Linked DNA regions of Sus scrofa: regions 2, 3 and 4 are each linked to region 1. Evidence: chromatin contacts called from public Hi-C and HiChIP or PLAC-seq data. All regions are on one chromosome and are shown on one strand. Each heading gives the region's core, a stretch centred on a gene start, on an enhancer-like site or on the middle of the called end of the contact. The rest is flanking DNA. Distances are from core to core; before and after follow the strand shown. Region 1 has its middle 320 kb from the start of PREP. Region 2 has its middle 89 kb from the start of PRDM1. Region 3 overlaps ATG5 (autophagy protein 5). Region 4 holds the start of PRDM1 (PR domain zinc finger protein 1).

The links. Hi-C and Micro-C count contacts between places; a contact is called where the count stands out from the background. HiChIP or PLAC-seq counts read pairs in DNA pulled down with a chosen protein or histone mark.
Region 2: an H3K27ac HiChIP or PLAC-seq map of alveolar macrophages shows a contact between it and region 1. The contact joins two enhancer-like sites. A contact is called at or near these places in 2 of 47 Hi-C or Micro-C datasets (both in embryonic fibroblasts) and 2 of 2 datasets of contacts at active chromatin or transcription factors (alveolar macrophages and skeletal muscle).
Region 3: a contact with region 1 is called in an H3K27ac HiChIP or PLAC-seq map of alveolar macrophages. The contact joins two enhancer-like sites. A contact is called at or near these places in 1 of 5 promoter capture datasets (liver), 9 of 47 Hi-C or Micro-C datasets (alveolar macrophages, embryonic fibroblasts, epiblast stem cells and 5 more) and 1 of 2 datasets of contacts at active chromatin or transcription factors (alveolar macrophages).
Region 4: a contact with region 1 is called in a Hi-C map of alveolar macrophages, with 2.8 times the contacts expected there. The contact joins the promoter of PRDM1 here to the enhancer-like site in region 1. A contact is called at or near these places in 2 of 5 promoter capture datasets (fetal liver and liver), 4 of 47 Hi-C or Micro-C datasets (alveolar macrophages, embryonic fibroblasts, epiblast stem cells and 1 more) and 2 of 2 datasets of contacts at active chromatin or transcription factors (alveolar macrophages and skeletal muscle).

The regions. Positions count from the first base shown.
Region 1 is chr1:71,956,957-71,959,656 of Sscrofa11.1, reverse strand. It overlaps a transcript of PREP not described here. Among named protein-coding and RNA genes, the nearest start is that of PREP, 320 kb to the right of the region's middle. Within about 2 kb of position 1,441, at least 1 of the 83 cell types and tissues checked has an H3K27ac peak or open chromatin away from gene starts, as enhancers often do. A contact at or near this core is called in alveolar macrophages, where this site is marked.
Region 2 is chr1:72,218,577-72,221,276 of Sscrofa11.1, reverse strand. No RefSeq gene overlaps it. Among named protein-coding and RNA genes, the nearest start is that of PRDM1, 89 kb to the left of the region's middle. Within about 2 kb of position 1,251, at least 57 of the 83 cell types and tissues checked have an H3K27ac peak or open chromatin away from gene starts, as enhancers often do. A contact at or near this core is called in alveolar macrophages, where this site is marked.
Region 3 is chr1:72,429,403-72,432,102 of Sscrofa11.1, reverse strand. All of the region lies in intron 6 of ATG5 (autophagy protein 5), which reads left to right. Among named protein-coding and RNA genes, the nearest start is that of ATG5, 90 kb to the left of the region's middle. Within about 2 kb of position 1,337, at least 7 of the 83 cell types and tissues checked have an H3K27ac peak or open chromatin away from gene starts, as enhancers often do. A contact at or near this core is called in alveolar macrophages, where this site is marked.
Region 4 is chr1:72,307,762-72,310,461 of Sscrofa11.1, reverse strand. PRDM1 (PR domain zinc finger protein 1) reads right to left here and starts at 1,366. Exons shown (of 7, transcript XM_005659341.3): 1 at 1,267-1,366.

The DNA.
Region 1 (2,700 bases), core at 192-2,691:
CACCAGGGTTAGGAGTTAAAAGGGGGAGATAAATAGGCAGAGCACAAAGGATTTTTAGGACAGTGAATCTATTCTGTCTGATATGACAATGGTAGTAGCTACATGCCGCTACACATTTGTCAAGTCCATAGTTTCAACAAGATTGAACTGTAATGTGAACTATGGACTTTGTGCAATAATGATGTGTCAGTGTAGGCTCTTCACCTGGAACAAATGTACCACTGTGGTGGTGTGGGGACAGGAGATGTATAAGAACTCTCTGTACTTTCTGCTCAGTTTTGCTCTGAACCTAAACCTGTGCTAAAAAATAAAGCTTATTTTTTAGAGAAATAGACAAAACATAGTTAAACCAATATTAGCCCAAGTTTGTTGAGAAATAATTACACATTAGGCAAAATAATTTGTTGTAGTCCATGTTTAAGTTAAGGCTATTCATGCACCACAAAAGGCTACATGTCCTGGATGTCTTTTGCCAAATGTTTTAACTTGGGTAAAAGAAATCAAGAAATCATTGTATTAACGAATTCAAGCCCAGCTTAATAACTCAACAATTTCTCCCAAACTGGCAGGTTAGAGATAAACCATTGGCTGCCATCCAGAAGTCTTATATCAAGAAGTAGCAATCACTGCTGTGGCTTGGGTCACTGCTCTGGCTTGGGTTTTATCCTTGGCCTGAGAACTTCTGTATGTCACAGGTGCAGCCAAAAAAAAAAAAAAAAAAAGGAAGGAGAAGGAGAAGCAATCACCTTGTTCATTTTCTGAGAAATAATAAGTTGAACTTTGAACATGGCTATCTCCAGAGTGGCAATTAGTTGAATGTTGGTTCTTGGCTTATAATGCTTAGGATGAAAAAATGACAGAACAGGGTATAAATGTCTTTCAAGAGTCATAGTGAAGTATCTAATTTTCTGTTGGCCATATCCACTCTTTCAGGAGATGGATTCTCTTGGCGTGTGAGTCAATAGATTTGGCAAGATGGGATTTTAGCCTCTGTCTCCAATTCTGCCCAATGTTTTAAATGCAGATATAATTGAAGACAATTTTTTATCCTTTCCATTTTTATCCATTTAAATGAGAACTCTGAGCATGAAGAGCAGTGTTTTGAGAGTAATCAATATTTAAAATATTAAAGTATATAGCATCACGAGGCCCTCTAGTGGCTGGCCCACAGGAAAAGTGCCTCAAAAGCCCCAGAGAATATAGGAATTCTCCCTTTCTACAAGCGAAATAATGTTCCCAGTAAAGTATGCTCTTATCTTGGATTCCTTTAAAGAAAAGAGTGGGGCTTTATGTTCATTTGCCATTGCCTGAGTACCTTGAAGATACAAACATGTCAAATTAATAATAATTATTGCACCACAAACATTATAACCACTGAGTAAGACCAGTGGGTAGATGTGGTCACTATGGTTGGATTTACCACCAGACCTGAGAGATGATGAGAAAGTTCTTTTGGGATGGATCTGTCACTGTTGATTCTTTTCCATCATTGAAAGAGCTGCCCTGGAAGTGAGCTGTGACTCCTGGGCAGGTAGAGCTCTATACAAAAAAGAAAAGAACAAATATTAGACCCAATTCAAAAGAAATCAGAAAAATTGATTATAGGAATTGTTTTCTACATTCTTCCATTCCCAAGAGTAGCCACTGAGAGGATGTATATGTGTGTGTGTGTGTTTGTATGTTACATGAATATATAAAAGATGCTTTATAAGACTGAATAAATGTTTAATAAAATTAGGCAAGGTCTTAGAATTGTTTCATCTTCTAAGCTTCAGATAATTTCAGGCAACTAAAAACTTTAAAATGCCTATAAATTGTTGATTTGTACATTTTCCTTTATGGTTTTGAAACTAACCTGATTATTTTAATCCAATTGAAGACATCTCTTTAATTTTTTCTTCTGGATAACAAGTCACAAGCTTCCCATTCTTATATTCTTCACTGATAAATCTCTGTTTTTTTCAGATAGATAAAGTCCCATGACAATAGATCCATTTAAAGGAAAACATTCTTTACAGTAAAGCTGTTTATATGACCTGGCAGACACTGGTCTATAATGACAGTGCTTTGGGGAAAGTAACTGAAGCCTTTTCTCCTTAATAAACTCAACAAATGTTTTTATTAGTCTCCCTCGATGCCCCTGCTAGTCTGTATGATAAAATTAACTAATTGTTGGCAGTTGGCATGGGGGAGAAGGATTGAAACACTTACTGCAGCTTAGACCTTAACAGGCCTTATGTCCTTCTGTTACATAGTAGGAACTTTTCAACGTTCTTGCCTCTTTCTTACAATCAAACATTCTAACCTCCCTACAAGGAAATGCTATGACTGCTAACAAATCCATAAGCAATCCCAACCATCCACCAAAACAAAGAAGTGTACCCATATACCAATTTTTTTTTTTTAAGGAAGGTTTTGGGGCTGGCATTAGGGAAAATAAAATGGGAGAGCTGTCTGAAGGTGAAATTTCCCTTTCCTATCTTTCCCATTGACTTTGTTTGTTTCCCTAGTTTTTATTTATTCCTGGCCTTAGTTCCTTCTCTCCAGGTCCATAAGACTGTGAACATTATTTCCCGTAATATATCCATTATCTTAAAATTACCTTCTAATGAAATGAGTTGTTAGGTTCACTGTTTGTTGTAATAAAATTTTACCTGCTTTCCATTGAGCTTTCAACCACCCCCTGCCACGGCCCCCTGA
Region 2 (2,700 bases), core at 2-2,501, 260 kb before region 1:
CACCTGCGCAGTTCAGCCAGCTCCTGAAGACGTCGTGCAGGAAACCCAGCTATTTTCCGAGTGGCATCTTCTCTGCTCGCCTAGATAAATCTAGAAAACAAGCAACTTCAATGAATGCAAGCTAATCTTTCCCAGGAGAAATGGCGAGGCAGCTACAATCAGTCTCTGATTACACAAACATACCTAGGGGCAGGTTGGAGTGTGAAGGAGGACTTGGGGGTGGGGGTTGCCTACTCAGAGGTGGATTAAACCAGTTCTCCTATTGTTATTGACTTCAGGAAAGCTAACTTTTGTTTCGCGGTGAATATTGGGGGTAAAAACCGTGAAGCTACAGTTAAGCCTCCCAGAATTCTTGGAAAGGACAAAACTATCCATCAGGACTCCGGTTCCTTTAAATTGTTCTTTAAATCTGAGTTGAGCATAAAGATTCCAGTGGAGAAAATATTCAAAGTCATTTGAAATACTGTAAAAGAAGGGCTGAGCTCTGACTCAATCTGATGTTTTTCAGAGACTCACAGGTTCCCCACTCTCAAATGAGTAAATGTGGCGACCACAGACTCCTCGGGAGCATGTTGGGGCCCAAAGACTTCAGACTCTTTCTAATCATCACTATACTCCTCTGCTTTGGAGGAAGGAGCTAGCCCCTTTCTCAGCAAACAAACCAGAGAGAACTGAGGCCAAAGTCCTTCCTGGGCCGACCTGGAGACTTACACCTAAAAGGAAGTGCTCTTTCCAGCATTAAGTAGGTAGCTAGCGTCTGATGAAAGGGATTGTGCACAGTGTCCGGGAACCCCGAGTTCGGGACGTCGGATTCTCCACATCTACAGGGCGGGGGGTGGGAAGGAGGACCTAAACCTGAAAGAGGTGCAAAGCCCTCTTTACACTGTGTTTAGTCTGTAGCAGCCTGAATGACAACTTTCATTGACAGAAAAGCGCTTCCCCGGCCCAGTCGGCGCGCGCGGCACGGCCCCGCTGGGATTGGGCGGCCGCTCGTCACGTGACGGGAGGACGTCCTGAAGACCCGCCCTCACCCCCAGCGCGCGTTCCGCAACAGCAGCCAGGCCCCTAGCCCACTTTCACTTTCTGCACTGGGATTTACACACGAGCGTTGGCGTGGGGTGGAGGGTTAAAAAGGATTTTGAGGTCACCCGTACAAAAAGTTGGCATTCTGAAGAAATAAGGATTGCACTGCTTGGGGGGGAGGGGCCGCTGACCCCCAAGTCTATTCCCAGGAAGGAGAGGGGCCAGGAACCGGTGTTTCCTGCCTTTCCAGGGTAAAACTGAGCTGACGGATACACGCAAAGTTCTGCGAATTACTAGGACGCCCCGCGTCCCAATCAAAAGTAGCAAGTCAGAGCTTCGTCTTTTGAGTGCTGACTTGGTAACTTGGTTTTGATGAGGAAAGTCTTCCTTGTAGTTTATTAGGTTTGATTAAGTAAAGGACCACCAATGGTAGCTTGTTATGCAACCTAAGAAGCAGCACTGGTTTAAAAAACACACTGATGATGGCTGCCATCTCACTTCTAATCCGTGGGTGACTTGACTGGAATCAGTTTAGCAAAAGTGTTGGGAGAGAGCTCTGCACTGGCTGAGGAATGACCTTGTGAAGTCTGTAAAACCTAGGCCTGGCTGACTACCCAATGTGAGTGCTGGGACGCTTACCTCCTATTATCACTTATTGTCTATGACTACAGCTAGTTACCCTCTATTAGGTTAAAAATATTCTCCCCAGAGTCCTAAGTCATAAGTTCACCTTAAGAAAGAAAGTATTTCAGGAGTTCCCTTGCAGCATAGCTAGTTAAGGATCTCACGTTGTCACTGCAGCAGTTTGGGTCACGCTATGGCTCTCGTTCAGTCTCTGGCAAGAACTTCCACATGCCTGGCAGGGCAAAAAAAGATTTAAAAAAAAAGAAGAAGAAAAGAAAAAGGATTTCAGAATATTGAAAACAGTTACATTATCACTAACACACTGTGGAAACCATTCTCTGATCAACTAATATGGGTTTAGCCCATTCCTTTGTTCATATTTGTGAAACAAAGTTATTATACCTAACAGGTATTTGTAAATGTCTGACCTGCTATGTCCTGGGTGTAGCAGCAACCTGTGAAGCAGTCAAACCGTCTCACATAGAGTGCTTTCCCAGTGCCCATCTGTAACTGGTCAAGATAAGTTGCAGCTAATAATTGAATCTGGAAAGAGGAAAGATTTTTTTCCCTCTCTCTTTTAAGATGACTCCACCACTTGATAGCAAAGTGATATTTAGCAAGTTGCTCAACTCAGTCCTGTTTTGTTGTTTTATTGTCTGTTCCTGTCACAGGGCAAGGAGAAACCAAGTAAAGCTTTTCCTTTTTCTTTTTTTTAGGTAAAGCTTGAACAATTGCCTGGCGTAAAGTAAATGCTCAATAAATTATTATTATTACTATTATTGAAGTGAAACAATTTCCACTTCCTCCTGCTTGTAATTTTAGGTGACAATATAGTGTTATCCCTTCTTCTATGCTTTATACTCATATAGAGGTTTGACGGGGTAGAAGGGAAAGCTCATAAAGCAATTTGTTTCAATCGTTTGCTGTGATAGTCACTTCCACTAACTAATTACATATCATTTTGAAAGTATTTCCTCAAATTTGTTTTGAATATATAATATTGCCTTTGAATTTCTTTAACTTCCCCCTTACACTTTTACAAAATGAGAGGGT
Region 3 (2,700 bases), core at 88-2,587, 470 kb before region 1:
TAATTGTGTATATTCTTAAGCTAATTTTAACATGAGGCTTCTTTTGAAAAGCATGTGATGCAAAATTTGACATGCATGAATATATCTTAGGCCAAATATGCATGTGACAATTTGAAGCACATATCATGTGTCATTGTTGGTAAGGTCTGGCAGCATATCCTGTGTAAACCCCTATTTTCTTTTTCTTTGTGCCACATATTTATTCTAATTAAGAAAACTTCAAAGAGAACTGATGGTTGAAGACCAATTATTTTTTATTCTCTACATTCTTGGCTCTATAAAGACTAAATAGTGTTACCTTTCTTTGGCTTCACATTTAACCGTGTTTTTAAAGGGAGGAATGAAAAGAACTAATCCTTGTTAAGCACCTGTTGTATTAGGTGTTCTATGTATTTCATTTTATTTAACTGTTACAGCAGTGATTCAAAAGTATATATTATTTCCATTTTTTAGATTTAGATACAGACTCCCGAAGATTGATATAATTTGCCATGGGAACATAATCAGTTGTGTTGGGAGTTGCAATTCCAACTAAGCCTTGGCTAATTCCACTGCATTTGATATTCCAAGCTTTATATGCTAAATTCATAGCTCATTTTTCTCCCTTTATTCACCAATCTCAAAGGTACTGTTTTATTCCATCTGCCTCTGAATACTTTAGTGGGCAGGGGCATATATGAAAGGGAAGAATTGGTGCTGTACTCTGCCTGAAATGGCCTTATCTCTTTCTGTATTCAAAAATATATTTATATATATATATAATGTATTTCAAGTTTGAAGCTTGACCTATATTCTCTTCTTTGTTTTCATCTTTGAAAATTCTGTTCAATTTTATTTTAATACATTGTACCTATTGGTATAATTTCCACACTTATAAAATGAAATTATGTAACCAGTTATAGGGTTTGTTTACTTGTTTACTCTAGCTGCCAGAAAATCCAGAGTTATAGTTTGTGCTTGGGAGTTTAAATTTTTTCACAGTGCTTTGTGCGTATTTCTGTTACTACTTAACAGGGTCTTAAAATTATTTGTTTATGCATCCATTGTTCATTTTTGTATCCATCGGCACAGGTAATACCTTGGTAAGTGCTCAATAAATGTTTAATGAATGAAGATTTCTGATAAATTTGCCCCTGCCCACTGGTTGCTAGAGATCCTAGACCTGGGTACAGCTATTGGGATAATTCTTTTTTGTTTGGTTTTGTTATGGCTGGACTCTTGACTGTCAGGATCTGGATTGTTTGGTGGCGGGGGTGGCACGCCAGCATAAGGACTGTGTCTAGTTGCCAAGACCATAGGAATTTACCCAAAGCACATGAAATCAGCCTAACTCTCAAAATAGGAAGAAGGAAGTGAATCTAAGAAGTGAGGCCAGAAATGAGAGCTGCCAGTGGGGCGAAGTGGAATCAGGAAGAGAAGATGTGATCAGAAACTGGGAACAGGCTAGGAAGCAGAATTTGAAAGGATTGGGGTGAGTGGTTCTGGAAGGAGGCTGAGCGCACTCTTAGAGGGCAGGTTTTACTAGATTAAAGAAGCTACTCAGGACTGATCAGAGAGCTTTGTGAAGGCAGAAACTGCTCATTTTTTTTGCTGAATACCTTCAGCAACTGCCTAATACAATAAAAGAGATGAATTAAAGTAAGAATAAACAAATGAATTAATGAAACAAATCTATTTGCAGATCACACAGTTTATCCATATCCCTCATATCCACTCTCTTCATTTTCTTTGGCACAATTCAAGCTCATATCCTCATTATTTCTCATGCAAACAAACAGTTCTCTAATCTCTTCCAATTTTTATTTATATTATAGATTGCAGCAAGATTAGTCTTCCCACCCCTCATTCAGTTTACATAAATCAGAAGCAAAAATAGTTCACCCATTTCTTCCACACTCTACTCCCAAAGTCTGGCAACCAGCAGATGCTCTGTATCAGTGAGCTTGGTTTGCTTGATTTGTTGGTTGGTTGGGTTTTGTTTTGTTTTGTTTTTCAGATTCCACATATAAGAGATGGGATAATTCTATCCAAGAAAAAGATGTGTTAATAGTTTTTGTTGTTACTATATACATGCTTTTGTTATAAGCAACCTCAAATCTTTTTCTTTTAACATAGGCGGGAAATAAATGTAATATTCTTCGTTGCAATTTATTTATCTTTAAATCCTTGTAATGCCTGTCAGCTGAAATATCACTGGCCACGTGATACTCGAAAGTGAAATATTACATTGTGGTTTTTTACTAATGACGTTAAGAAAAGTTTTATTGGTGTTCATCATTGTTACCATTTGGTTATAATGAAGCCTTTACTACTTACTAGTAAAGCTTTTAAAATATATAAATTTAGTTATTTTTAAGTTGAATCAAGTGAAAGTACACTGATTTTGAGGGCCACAGTAATTGTTAGTGGGATTTTTAATATTGGAAATAGCTTTACAGTTATTTGTGTTTTATTAGACTTGTGTATTATAAAATCTAGTTTTTCTGATGCCTTCAGTTCAATTTATGTTAGCTATGAATAATGACAAATAAAAATGAGAGCTTTTTTATTTCTTGATTTTTTTTTATAATTTATCCCTTTTTCAGATTTAATTCTCCCAAAACACATCATACTACCTATATAGCTAATGAAATAAACCTAATTACATTCTATATTAATAAATAGGCATTGCTAATTCCAGTTATAGTTCAGTATAGCCAA
Region 4 (2,700 bases), core at 117-2,616, 350 kb before region 1:
ACATGGTGCTTGAGTCTAAAATCATTCCACAATCTCTGTAGTACTGAACAATTAAATTCCCACTAGGGGACATAAGTAACCCACACTCCCAGCTCACTGCCTGATGACCTGCGATTGCAATGTTATGCCAGAGGGGACGCTAGCACCCAGAGGAAACACGACTTTTAGGCGGCACACGTGCTGGGGGTATAAAACTGAATGAACAATTCCTTACAAGAGTTCTCAGAAAGCGCCAAGATGATAATTAAACAAGAGAAATCCAGCCTTCTCCAGAGGGTTTATTAACTGATGCTGAGTCAGCGCCCGCATGGACAAAAAAACAATGTAGTCATACTGAAGGCCGGCCTGCTGTTCAAACAGTCTCGCCTGCAGATGTTAAAGAGTATCTCACTTCCCTTTTAGAACCAAACTCTTGTCTTAGGCCATATACACCCCTGCAAGTGCTGGTGAGTCAACCGTGGTGGGGTAAAGGAATGGGCAAAAAGTTGCAAGGTTGAGGTGGGAAGAGGCTCCTTTAAGCCAAATATTTACTCTAATGACTGGAAGATGCCAGTGAATCAACTCACTGTTAATTAATATCAGCCTGCACTCACCTTCAGAGGTGGTGAAATGAGCTTGAGTCTAGGGAGGACGCAAACTTCAAATACCAGCGTGGGGCTTAGCAGGCAACCCTAAAATTAGTTCCAGGTGCTCCAGCTGAGCTGGACAAGGCCACGAGTGGAACTTGAAGGAAAGTCAAATTTGAGACCCAGTGTTGGACTATAAAACCCTTCAAATAATCCAAAGAAGCACCAAACCAAACCATTTTTTTACTGTCATTGTAGCAGTCAAGGGATATAATTTAATGTGATATAATTTAAAATGAAAGCTGCAAAAAAGGAAGAGGGAATAAAGGAAGGAAGCAGGCCCCTGTCGTAAGAAAACGCATGTTCATATAGTCCTATCTAGGTATAGTCCAGCACAAAAGTGCTTGGGGGTGAGGAGGGGAGGCAGAGAGGAGAAGGGGTGGCCCACCAAATGTCACTCACCCCTTCTAGAAGGCCCGATGAGCACCGCATTTAGGATGCTGGCAAGCAGGCAGACGTCAGCACTGGTACAGCTGTGCAGAGAGAGCTAGCTATCTAAGGCTGCCCCTGCCTAGAGTCTTTACATCTCAAAGTGTTTGCTTCTAAGTAATGCCTTGGTGTGTTTTTAGTCACTATATTATTTCCCTCCCTGTTAGAGCACCAAAAAAAAAAAAAAAAAAAAAAAGCCAACCTCAGTTACCTTTATTAATCAGCATTTCTCAGGCAGAGTTCTCTCCTTAAGAGTGTTCACAATGGCAGCAAATCATGAATGATCCAAACAGCTCGCCTCTCAGAAACCCCCATCTATTCCCTTTGATGGTGTCATCACAGCAGCTCGACAAGCCTATGATATTCAGCCTCAGCTACTGGGCCCGGCCCAGTCCTCTCTCGGTGGGCTGGGCGTTGCATTTGTAGGCTGCCAGATGAGTGTGGGCGAAGACTATTGTAGAAGGAAGGGAAGTTGAGCACCAAATCTGGAGACCTGGCTCCCCTTGGGAAAAAAACAACAACTCTCTTTTTTTTTTTTTTCCTAAGGAAAGTAAAAAATGGGATGAAATGGGCCTAAGATGAAACGTGTTTTCATTTTCTAATTCAACTCCTGCTCTACCCAAACAAGGTCAATGACAGAGTAACCACATCAAGAGGACACCCCCCCCACCCTCCCTTCCCCACTCCCTACCCACCCACTCACCCTCACCCCCCACACCCACTTCCCACTTCCTGTAAGTCAGGCATCTTCATGCTGGTAAACATTTGGGGACCAACTGCAAGCCAGAGCTCCAAAAGCGGGGCACGGTGGCTTTGAAGCCCTCCCACATGTCTCAAAGCCAGGCTGAGCACCAGAGGGGTACTTGATTTTTACACTTTAACAGCCTTTTCAACTCAAATCATCAGGCTTGGCGTTCCGGCTGCCTTCCCTTTTTAAAGCCGGATGAGAAGGGCAGGGGTGTGTGTGAGTGAGAGAGAATGTATGTATGACACATGCTAGGTTACAATGCAGCGTGTGTGTCATTGGTATGATATGTGTATGATATGTTTCAACCATGGGTTGCATCAATTTAAAAATAGCACAGGCCTTCCTTCCCGTGACACAGCTCACCACCCCAACACACTGGACAAACATATTCAGGGCCTAACCCTTGGGATGGTAAGTAAGCCTAGGGGGCTGTGGATGTTTGGAAATGAGGTCAGTGTTTTGACTTCCTAAATAAGAGAAACAAAATTTAAGGGCAGTGAAGAACCAAAGCGGAGCTCCCTTCCCTCCCCTGGTAAGTGCCACCCAGAGAACTTTATAAAACTTTGTAAAACCCACACAAATGTCTGAGGTCTTGGGATTTACAGAACCACCTGTGTCTCATCCTACCTTCCTTTCAGATGGACAGTTGTGTCCTTATGGAATCATTTACGTATTTTTCTTTATTATTATTTTTAGGGCCACACCTACAGCATGTGGAAGTTCCCAGGCTAGGGGTCGAATCCAAGCTGCAGCTGCCAGCCTACGCCACAGACACAGCCACACAGGATCCGAGCCACGTCTGCGATCTACACCGCAGCTCACGGCAACGCCGGATCCCCAACCCACTGATCTGGGCTGGGGATGGAACCCAAAACTTCGTGGATATTAGTCAGGTTC